2 separate regions of the Pan troglodytes genome follow, and region 2 is linked to region 1. The links are chromatin contacts, called in public Hi-C maps. All regions are on one chromosome and are shown on one strand. The core of a region is the stretch at or near the end of the contact, and the rest is flanking DNA. Distances in the headings are between cores, read along the strand shown. Region 1 overlaps SKOR1 (SKI family transcriptional corepressor 1). Region 2 overlaps PIAS1 (protein inhibitor of activated STAT 1).

What was found. Hi-C and Micro-C count contacts between places; a contact is called where the count stands out from the background.
Region 2: a Hi-C map of induced pluripotent stem cells shows a contact between it and region 1, with 1.7 times the contacts expected there. The contact joins two enhancer-like sites. A contact is called at or near these places in 3 of 7 Hi-C or Micro-C datasets (induced pluripotent stem cells and stem cell-derived neural progenitor cells) and 1 of 1 datasets of contacts at active chromatin or transcription factors (stem cell-derived excitatory neurons).

The regions. Positions count from the first base shown.
Region 1 is chr16:59,856,831-59,862,676 of NHGRI_mPanTro3-v2.0_pri, forward strand. All of the region lies in intron 9 of SKOR1 (SKI family transcriptional corepressor 1), which reads left to right. Among named protein-coding and RNA genes, the nearest start is that of PIAS1, 9.3 kb to the right of the region's middle. Within about 2 kb of position 2,146, at least 13 of the 24 cell types and tissues checked have an H3K27ac peak or open chromatin away from gene starts, as enhancers often do. A contact at or near this core is called in induced pluripotent stem cells, where this site is marked.
Region 2 is chr16:60,038,582-60,044,427 of NHGRI_mPanTro3-v2.0_pri, forward strand. The region is part of intron 1 of PIAS1 (protein inhibitor of activated STAT 1); the gene reads left to right. Among named protein-coding and RNA genes, the nearest start is that of CALML4, 160 kb to the right of the region's middle. Within about 2 kb of position 2,745, at least 2 of the 24 cell types and tissues checked have an H3K27ac peak or open chromatin away from gene starts, as enhancers often do. A contact at or near this core is called in induced pluripotent stem cells, where this site is marked.

The DNA of each region.
Region 1 (5,846 bases), core at 896-3,395:
CATTCAGATCATGCTCTTCAGTCTACACCCTCCTGAAGAAGAAGCTCAGGACCCATGAGTGGGCTTAAGTGCTTGGAAATGATGACATGTCTAGTCTTGCCTTCCAAAATTTAGCCTTGGACCGCCTTGATGCAGCCGCTCCTGACACTTCTAGGGGCAGCTGTCCTGCCCCTATCCCCTGTGAAAAGCAGATTATGAAAGCCCACTCATCCCACCCCACACAACCCAGGACCCAGAGGCCAGGGAGAGAATAGGCTGGCTGCAGCCGCTGACTCATGCCCTGGCATGAAGGCATGAACTTGTTCGAGAGGGATCTTAAAAGATACAGTAGGAAGCTGCAGTTACAAGTGGGCTCTGTGGCTGGGTGCGGTAGCTCACACCTGTAATCTCAGCACTTTGGGAGGCTGAGGCAGGTGGATCACTTGAGGTCAGGAGTTCAAGACCAGCCTGGCCAATATGGTGAAAACCCATCTTTACTAAAAATACAAAAATCAGCAAGGTGTGGAGGCATGTGCCTGTAGTCCCAGCTACTCGGGAGACTGAGGCAGGAGAATTGCTTGAACCCGGGAGGTGGAGGTTGCAGTGAGCCGAGATTGTGCCACTGCACTCCAGCCTGGGGAACAGAGTGAGACTCTATCTCAAAAAAAAAAAAAAAAAAAAAGTGAGCTCTGTGTCTGGAAGGTTGAGTAGATTCAGGGACCAGGGTAGTTGTAGGAGGCCAGATGTCAGCTGAAGTTGGGGGAATGGAGATTGGTGGAAGAGATAACAGTGGGTATCCTGGAGACAGAGATAGACCGACTGACTGGCTGAAAGACAGACACAGCAGGTGAATCCCAGACCTGCCTTGTTTCTGGCCCTTCCTGAGGCTTGACTAGGGGGTCTTCACTGTAACTTCATAGCTCCCTTCCCCTATACCTGGGGTAATCTGGGTAATCCCAATGCTTCTCCAATACGTTCTATCAAAACAGAAGCTGTGGAGCAGGTAATTTCTTTCTATTTATTTATTTTTGGATTGGTATAAATTTATGGGATACAAGTATAATTTTGTTACATGCACAGAATTCATAGTGGTGATGTCAGGCTTTCAGGGTATCCATCACCCAAATAACATACATTGTACCCATTAAGTGAATTCTCATCATCCATCCCCACATCCCCTTCTCTGCGTCCACTATCATTCATACTCACACCCATATGTATACATTATTTAGTTCCCACTTATGAGTGAGAACATGAGTATTTGTCTTTCTGTGTCTGACTTTTTTCACCTAACAACCTCCAGTTCCATCCATGCTGCTGCAGAAGACACAATTTCATTCATTTTTGTGTCTGAACACGATTCCATTGGGTATACAGGTCATATTTTATTTATCCAATCATCTGTTGATGGAGACGTAGGTTGATTCCATGTCTTGGAGGACGTCATTTCCGCTGTTGGCGGAACTCATCCTGAGCTTCTGATCTTACTCTCCAAGGGAACTCTGCACTTCATGTTGGGGACTTTTTGCTGTCTTGGTGTCTGCAGGTTGGAATCTTGCTTCAGCCACAAAAAATCACAGTTGGGTGGTCTGGGTCTCACTTCCCTCACCTCTTAAATGGCTGTCCTGCATCATGCACCATTTACTATGACAATGTTCACCTTTATCTGAGCCCTGTGCCTCCAGAAGGCAGCGACGATAAAGTTCTCCAACCTCTTTAAGTTCCAAGGAAAGAGCTAGCCACAAAGGACCACCTTAAGCTCGCATCCCAAGGAAATACGGATCTCCATCCTTTCTTACTATTCCCTAAGATTCGCTGATGACTCCATTGTTTACCTGCCTCTCTAAAACCCCAGTCCCCTTTGAGATGCTCCTCATTAATGAACGTTCTCCCTATTGCAATGGCCTGAATGAAATCTTAACTGTCTGGGGCTTTTTGCGTTCACAATGACCATAATTGTGCTGTTGTAAGCGTCAATCGGGGGCGCAGCCGGAGTCCCAGGTCCCAGTCCTGGCTCCCCCATGTCAGGCTTCCCCTTCGGGCCGGTTTCAGGTCTCAATTGGGAGCTCCCTAAGGGCCCCTGGCTCAGAATATGTGTGAGTGGCAACCCAGTCCCTCAACCCCTGCGCGGGGAGCCGGGGCAGAGCGAGCTGCTGTAACTTTCGCACGCCGCCACCAGAGGGCGGCGGCTCCGCGGAGGAGGGCCCCAGCCTTTGCGCCGGCTCGCGCCCACAGTGCCTTTAAAACGCGCGTTGGAAGTAGACGCCACGCAGCCTGCTTTCCAGAGTCCCGGCGTTTCCCCTCTTCCACCGCTGCACTCCAGGGGCCTCCCTTACGCGTCCGCACGCGGCGAGTCCTTCTACTCCGCAGGGCGCGCCGCAGGACTCTTGAGTGGGGGGGAAGGCTGGAAAGCCAGCCTGGAGCTTCTGGTCTCTAGTGCTGTGCAGGGCACAAGGTCCCTGCCCCTCCCGCGGTCGCTGGCCTCTCTTCTCCTTAAGCCAGGTCGAAGGATTCCTGAGGCAGCGGGAAATGGGGAGGAGGGACAGGAGTCCCAAGACCACTGTCTTGGATGCGGGATTTAACCAGTCACACCCGTCAGCCCCTTGGAACGTCACAGCGTTCCCTTAAAGTGGGCAAGACAGGAAATATTGCCCCGTCTGAAAGTGGGCAAACGGGCTCCCAAAGAAAAAAGTTGATTAGGAGAGCTAGTAAATGACAGGAACTCAGTTCTCCTAGGCCCAGACTTGGAGCTCTTGGGGTGGGGCGGCACAGAGATGGCTCTCTGCCTGGCGTAAGTAAACTGGTCCCTCCAGCAGAAACGGGCGCTGCACATCCTCTTCCCGCAGGACGGCGACCCCTGGACATCAAAATGCAGCCACTTTTGGACTCAAATTGTAGAGTTCTTTTTTGTTGTTGTTATTTATGTATGTATTTATTTATTGAGACGGAGTCTCGCTCTGTCACCCAGGCTGGAGTGCAGTGGCTCAATCTTGTGTCACTGCAACCTCCGCCTCCCGGGTTCAAGCAATTCTCTTGCCTCAGCCTCCGGAGTAGCTGGGACTACAGGCGCCCGCCACCACGCCTGGCTAACTTTTGTATTTTTAGTCGAGACGGGTTTCACCATGTTGATCAGGCTGGTCTCGAACTCCTGACCTCGTGATCCACCTGCTTCGGCCTCCCAAAGTGCTGGGATTACAGGCGTGAGCCACCGCACCCGGCCCAAATTGTAGAGTTCTATGTACAGCCACGTTTCCATGATCTTTTTTTGTTGTTGTTTTTGTTTTGTTTTTGTTTGAGACACACTCTCACTCCGTTGCTCAGGCTGGAGTGCAGTGATGCGATCTTGGCTCACCGCAACGTCCGCCTCCCAGGTTCAAGTGATTCTCTTGCCTCAGCCTCCTAAGTAGCTGGGATTACAGGCGCCCACCACCACGCCTGGCTAATTTTTGTATTTTTAGTAGAGAGGAGGTTTCACCATGTTGGGCAGGCTGCTCTCGAACTCCCAGCCTCAAGTGATCCACCACCTCGGCCTTCCAAAGTGCTGGGATTACAGGTGTGAGCCACTGCGCCCGGCGTGTTTGCTTTTTAAAGTGCATATGTCTACATACACATTTTAGAGGCAAATAGAAATACAAAAGCCAAACTGTCCACAGTGGCTGTCTGTGGCAGTTGGAGTAGCAGTAATGGAAATTGCATTTTCTCTGTATTGTCCAAAATATTCACTACTAGCATATATAAATCAGAAAGAGGAGCAATGATTCAGGACTTCTGTTTGACAAAATGATAATAATAATAATTCCTCTTTAAACAATTGGAAAATACAGGCTGGATGCAGTGGCTCATGCCTGTAATCCTAGCACTTTCGGAGGCCGAGGTGGGAGGATCCCTTGAGCCCGGGAGTTTGAAACCAGCCTGGGCAACATGTCAAAACTCCATCTCTACAAAATAAAAAATAAAAATAAATAAAAATGGGAAAATAAAGAGAATGAAGAAAATAAAATTCATCAGTACCTCCTGCCAAATATTGGTATTTTTCTTTCTGGTTGGTTTCTTTGTCTACAAAATGTGAATAACGGTATTAACTGTACAGGAATGTTGTGAGGATTGAGTGAGAGAACGTATGTAATAGTTAACATTCCAGAAGTGTTAGCTATTTTTATATGTAACAAAATCAGCACCAGACTGTATCTACTGTTTCTGTGCTGCCGTCTTCACAGCCAACATTGCTTCATGAACAGTTTCCCATTCAATTATGCTTTTTAAAATTGTATTTTTAGTGATAGTACGGTATTTTATTACATTTAAGTACAATTTATTTAAGTTATCCCCTATTGTTAAGCCTTTAGATTGTTTCCAATTTTTGCTGTTAAAATAACAGAGAGATTAACATCTTTAAACATCTACCTTTGTCAGCATTTCTGATTATTTCCTTAGATGAATTTTTTAGAGGTAGGATTACTGGGACAAAGGGTGCAAATATTTTTCAGGCTTTTGACTCAGGTTACCAAATTGCTTCCCAGAAAGATCTTGCCAATTTACACTCCCACCTGCAGTGCGTGAGAATGTCTGCCCCACAGCACACAAAAGAGGGATTTTATTTTGGGATGGGTGAGATTTGAGTCTGTTGCTGAACCGAGGAAAATGAGCCCCCCAAGCCCCATAGCGAGGTAGAGTTTAAACTTCGGGACAGAGAGGGGATGTCAAAACAGGCAAAGTCCATGGGAGAAAGGGAGGGGATTTGGAGCAGGTTTACAGAGATTGTCTTGGATTTAAGAAGGGACACCTTATGTTTGGAGACTGATGGAAAGAGGTATGATTGGGTGTGGACAGAGTCATTGTAAGGAGGTAGGTGGATTCAAGAGGCTAGTCCCTAATGGCTACCTTTTCTCAGTCAAGTAGGAGGTTGGGTCATCTATCCAAAGGTAATAGGTGAGCCTGAGAAGGGGACTTGAGGAGAGAGGTGCAACCCTTTAACTTGAGGACAATAAAAGAGTTGACTGTCCAGTTGAGGGTGGTGACTTTGAGTTTGTCATGGCGCCATTCTGCAGAGCTGTGGGGATTTTCTCTACAGCGCGCAGTCACCTGGGGAAAGAAAAAGTCATACATATTAATTTAAACCAAATCTTTCAAAATGTGGTAAACAGTAGAAAACTATTTTTGGGGAGCTGGAGGGATTCATGGTAATGAAAAACTTGTGGGTTTCTGGAGTTGTACCGAACTTTCAAGGATCAGTTAATTTCTATCTTATATAAGTTGTTCCAGAAAGTTAGAAAAGACCAAAGTTGCCCAGATCATTTTATGAAACCAATATAATCTTGATTCCAAAATCAGTAAGGACAAAGCAATAAATAAATATATTAAGTTCATTTCACCTATGAATGCATGTATAAAAATCCTGGCCAGACACAGTGGCTTACACCTATAATCCCAGCACTTTGGGATTATGGGAGGCCAAGGCAGGCAGATCACTTGAGGTCGGGAGTTCAAGACCAGCCTGGCCAACATGGTGAAACCCCGTCTCTACTAAAAATACAAAAAATTAGCTGGGCATGGTGGCGTGAACCTGTAATACTAGCTACTTAGGAGGCTGAGGCAGGAGAAACGCTTGAGCCTGGGAGGCAGAGGTTGTAGTGAGCCGAGATTGCTCCATTGCACTCCAGCCTGGGCAACAGAGCGAGACTCTGTTAAAAAAAAAAAACTTAAATAAAATAGCAACTAATCTAGTTATATGTTTTTTGAAAGTAGGTTTATCCCAGGAATTCCAGCTCAACATTGAAAATCACCCCACTGTAATAAAGGACAAAAATCACATGAGTATCTCAAATGGTGAAGAAAAAGCAGCATATTGATAAAGTTTTTCACCTATT
Region 2 (5,846 bases), core at 1,495-3,994, 180 kb after region 1:
TTCTCCATTTTGCTGATGTCCCTCTCTCCACAAATTCGGACATATTGCATCTTCATTATGCACACACACACACACACACACACCCCCCTAAAAAAGTAATAATAATGTAATTATAGAGATGGAGAACAGGCTAGTAGTTCTCTGGGAATTACGGATGGGTAGAGAGGATGGGTGTTATCGATGTCAACGTTTCAATATATGCAATATATGTATGTACATATATACATACACAAACACATATATGTATACACACATAAACACATACACATATGTATACTTTTCATATATGTACACATACAGATGTTCCTCAGCTTAAGATGGGATTACGTTCAGACAAACCCATCATAAACTGAAACTATCTCAAATTGAAAATGTATTTAATCCACCTAACCTACCAAACATCATAGCCTACCCTAGCCTACCTTAAATGTGCTCAGAACACTTATATTAGCTTACAATTGGGCAAAATTGCCTAACACAAGCCTATTTTATCATAAAGTGTTTAATATCTTATGTGTTAATTTATTGGATAATTTTTGAAAGTGAAAACAGAATGGTTGTATAGGTACTTGAAGTATGGTTTCTACTGAATGTGTATTGCTTTTTTTTTTGAGATGGAGTCTTGCTCTGTCGCCTGGGCTGGAGTGCAGTGGTGTGATTTCAGCTCAGTGCAACCTCCACCTCCTGGGTTCAAGTAATTCTCCTGCCTCAGCCTCCCCAGTAGCTGGGATTACAGGCACATGCCACTGTGCCAAGCTGAATTTTGTATAAAAATACTACTAAAAAGTAGAGATGGGGTTTCACCATGTTGCCCAGGCTGGTCTTGAATTCCTTATCTCAGATGATCCACCCACCTCGGCCTCCCAAAGTGCTGGGATTACAGGCATGAGCCACTGCGCCTGGCCAAATGTGTATTGCTTTTGCACGGTGGTAAAGTTTTAAAATTGTAGATCAAACCATTGTAAGCTGGGGACAGTCTATATACACCTACTTTTTATTTTGAAATAATTGTAGAGTCACCTGCAAGAGAAATGTACGGGGAAGTCACATGTACCCTTCTCTCAGTCTCCTGCAATGTTAACATCCTATGCAACTATAATACAGTATCACAACCAAAAAATTGGCATCAATATCACCCATCCTTTCTACCCTTCCCTAATCCCCAGAGAATGACTAGCCTGTTCTCTATCTCAATAATTATGTTATTATTATTATTATTTTTAGACACAGGGGTCTTGCTATGTCACCCAGGTTGGTCTTGAACTCCTGGGCTCAAGCGATCCACCTGACTCAGCCTCCCAAAGTGCAGGGAGTATGGGTGCGAGCCACCAAGCCCAGCCTATGTCTATAATTATGTTATTACATGATTGTTACATAAAGGCAATAATGTACTATGTATTCTTTTGAAATTATTTTTTTTAACCCAGCATAATTTCCTAGAGATTTATCCAAGGTGTTGTATTGTTTTCTCATTGCTGATTAGTAGTCCATGGTATGTATGTATCGCAGTTTTAGCCATTTATTCATCAAAGGAGATTTGGGTAGTTTCCAGTTTTGGACTCATAAATACAGCTACTATGAACATTCTTCTACAAACTTCTGTGTGAAAATGTCATTTCTCTGTCTAAGGGTGCAAATGCTGAGTTGTACAGTAAGTACATCTTGTTTTCAAAGGAACTACCAAACTATTTTCCATAGTGGCTGTACCTTTCCTACCAACATGCATGTTGGTATTCATATCTAAGTGTGTGATCCATATCTAAGAAGACTATGTCTAACTCAATAACATAGGGATTTTCATCTAATAATTTTTTAATTTTAATTTTTAAATTCAGGTCTATGATTCATTTTGAGTTTTTTCATTTTTTTTTTTTGTATTGGCTGAAGGCCACAATAATCTTAGGGTCCCATGAAAATGCTTTAAATCTTTTCAAATAATAAGAACAAATTAAGTGCAATTGATGGCAGCAGCGGGCTGTCCACGGCGGTCACTGTCATCAGGTCAGCTGCTGTGGGGAGGGTGCCAGGAGGAGGCAGAGCTGGGCTGGAGTAATGCTGTGCTCCACAGAGCCAGCAGGAGCCAGGGTAAGCGAGAGCCCCCCCGCCAAGCCTGCCATGTTGGGTGCCACTGCAATGGGGCTGAGCTGAGCCACCTGCCAGCAGGGAGCAGCATGGTTGGGCACAGAGGGGTGGGCAGAGAGGGGCCCAGTAAGGACCTGGAGCTGCAAGGAGGCATGGCCAGGGCTGCCTGCATGCTGCTCCACAGAGTAGGCAGGTGGGAGTCCTACCCTCCCAGGCACAGGACCTGGGCATCTCTGCAGTCTGCACCCTTGGGGTCCTGGGAAAGTCCCCCTCCCCCCTCAGGCTTGGGGGGTGTCTGCTCCTGCTGCCTGGCCTCTCCCTGCCCCTGGTGCCTGCTCCAATCTCAGAGCAGGGTTGGGGCTGAGCCCAGGCACTGTTACAGTCTGGCCAGGTGTGTGCACACTTGGAGCAGAGCTGACACACCAGCCCCCTGCTGTCTTGGTCCTTTCCGGAATTTGGGCCCCAAGGAGCTCTGGGGGGAAGCTGAGGGGCGCCTGAGGGCAACCCAGCACTGGCCTACAGGTGCCCTTTTGCACAAGCAGCCTGGGCACCATGGATGGTGGCAGGAGGCAGATCGGCTCCTGGGTGGAAGAGGACAGGTTACTGGTGAAGCCCCACCTTCAGGCCAGGCTGCTAGTACTGCTGACTGGAGTGGGAACTTGTGGTGCCTTTTCCAGGCCCTCCCATGGCCGCCCACAGACCAATTGGCAGCACTTCCTCCCATCTGAGGCCCATAAAAGCCCTGGGCTCAGCCAGAGCACTGCAGATGATGAGACGACCAGCTGCAGAGAGGAGCTACCCTCTCTGCTGATAGCTGAACACTTGTCAGGATGACTAGCTGCAGAAGGAGCTACCCTCTTTGCTTCTAGAACTCAACACTTGTTGGGATGACTTGCCTAGCAGAGAGGAGCCATCCTCATCTCGCCACCTTGCAGGCGAAGAGGAGGAAAGAAGAGCTGTGGCCCTTCGGGGAGCTCAGACCTGGGAGCTCTTCAAGCCAGGGCTGTCACTCCGTCTTTGGAGCCCTTCGGTTCCTGGTATCTCCAAGCTTCCAGGCACCACCATGTTTCCTGGTGCCAGGAATGGAAGCTGCTTGCATGTGCCTGGTCCAGCTGCAGCCTTGCAGAGAGCCAGCGTGCAAGCTGGCACCTAGAATTGCTCACCCTGCTGAGGCAGCCGGCATGTCTGACTGCACAGTTGGACTCCATGCTCACTCACACACCCCTCACCCCTCACCACTTCATGCAGTCTCCCTCGGCAGGGGAGGGATCCTGGTTGGTAGTGTGAGCCGAGCGCAGCCTGCAAAGCCAAGTGGGCAGAGTGAGCCCAGCGGGCCTGAGCAAAACTTGGACAAAGGCGCCACTGGCCACAGAGGTTTCCAGCCAAAAACCAACACCCCAAAGATCCACTAACATAATCAGTTGGGATTACATTTGTATTTATAGCAACACAGTTTTAAAACATAATTTTTTGGGCTTGGTGGCCTGTGCCTATAATCCCAGCTATTGGGAAGCTGAGGTGGGAGGATCACTTGAGGTCAGGAGGTCTAGACCAGCCTGGGCAACATATGGAGACCCTCTCTTTAAAAAAAAAATGAAATATAGGCCAAACACAGTGGCTCACGCCTGTAATCTCAGCACTTTGGGAAGTTGAGGCAGGTGGATCACCTGAGGTCAGGAGTTCGAGACCAGCCTGGCTAACATGGTGAAACCCTGTTTCTACTAAAAATACAAAAAATTAGCTGGGTGTGGTGGTGCGTGCCTGTAATCCCAGCTACTTGGGAGGCTGAGGCAGGAGAATCATTTGAACCTGGGAGGCAGAGGTTGCAGTGAGCCGAGATTGTGCCATTGCACTCCAGCTTGGGCAACAAGAGTGAAACCCTGTCTCAAAAGAAAAAAAAGAAATATAGTGTTTTTTTTTGGCAGGATGTGGTGGCTCATGCCTGTAATCCCAGCACTTCGGGAGGCCGAGGTGGGCAGATCACTTGAGGTCAGGAGTTTGAGACATAACAAGCCTCTTTTCATAACAAGCCTCTTTCAATCACACCTAATGAGGTGACATGGAGTGGGGCCCCTAAATGGCTTTAGGATGGGTGCTGGTCCCCACAAAATTAGAAGGTGGGGCCGGGGATGGCAAGACCCTGTCTCTACTAAAAATACAAAAATTAGCCAGGTGTGGTAGTGCACACCTATAATCACAGCTACTAGGGAGGCTGAGGTAGGAGAATTTCTTGAACCCAGGGGACGCAGTTGCAGTGAGCCGAGACGGCACCACTGCACTCCAGCCTGGACGACAGAGTGAGACTCTGTCTCAACAAAAAAGAAACAAAAAGAGCAAATATAATTAAATTTTTTAATAGAAGAATGTACCTCTGATGTTCTTCCTGACACTAAATACATGGTGACTTTCCACACCAATTCTTCAATTCTCTGTCAGCAACTGGGTGGCCTACAAGTCATTTCAATTCTGACGTCAACTCCAGGAGTTAGTTCAGATCCCACAAATTAATGGCTCAGTCCCACAAGGATACCCTCCTTCAGACACCAGTCACAAGTTCCTTAGGCCACCTGCACTCCGACTGACCAGCTGTGAAGTCAAGGCTTCCTATAATTCCTTCCTCATGGTGAATAATTCACTAGAATGACTCACAGAACTGAGGAAAATGTGTTTCTTACATTTACTAGTTTATTATGAAGGATGCCACTCAAATAACTGAATGGAAGAGATGCACAGGGCAATGTAAAGGGGGACTATGCAGAGCTTCCGTGCCCTGTTGCTCTTCCCCACAGTACTCTCATGTGTTTGCCAGTGCAGAACCTCTTCTATCTCTTGCTGAAGAATTTATAACTCAATCACCAGCCCCTTCTTCTCCCTGGAGGTAGGGCATGGGGTGAGGCTGAAAGTTCCCACTTTTCAATTATTTTGGGGGTGGAAGGAGGAGGTCTCTCTCTGTTACCCAGCCTGGTGTTCAATGGTGTGAACACAGCCTACTGCAGCCTTGACTTCCTGTGCTCAAGCGATCCTCCCACCTTGGCCTCCCAAAGTACTGGGATTACAGGTGTGAGCCACCATACCCAGCCCCCTTCTAATTTTGCGGGGACCAGCACCCATCCTGAAGCCATCTAGGGGCCCCACTCCATGTCACCTCATTAGGTGTGATTGAAAGAGGCTTGTTATGAAAAACAAAAGATACTCCTGTTAGAAAATTCCATGTGTTTTAGGAGCTCTGTCTCAGGAACGAGGGACAAAGCCCAAATACAGTTGATCTTTGCACAACCAGGGGATTAGGGGAGCTGACCCTTCACACAGTAGAAAATTTACCCATAACTTTCACTCCCCAAAAACTTAATTATTAATAGCTTACTGTTGACAAGAAGCCTTACCAATAACATAAACAATTAGTACATACATTGTATATTATATGTGTTATGTATTGCATTCTTAGAGTAAGCTAGAGAAAAGAAAATGTGATTACAAAAGTCATACGGAAGATTGTTCATTAAGCAGATGTGGATCATTATAAAGATCTTCATCCTTGTCTTCACATTGAGTAGGCTGAGATGGAGGAGAAAGACCAGGGGTTGGTCTTGCTGTTTCAGAGGTGTCACAGGCAGGGAAAAAAGCCACCTATGAGTGGATCTGCGCAGTTCAAACTCGTGTTGTTCAAGCGTCAACTGTATATACATTTACTGTAGCACAGAAACCAAGAAAGCAAAAGTGCCTAGGGCCATGGAAGTCATAACATGGCCCTTTGAGTTAGGCAG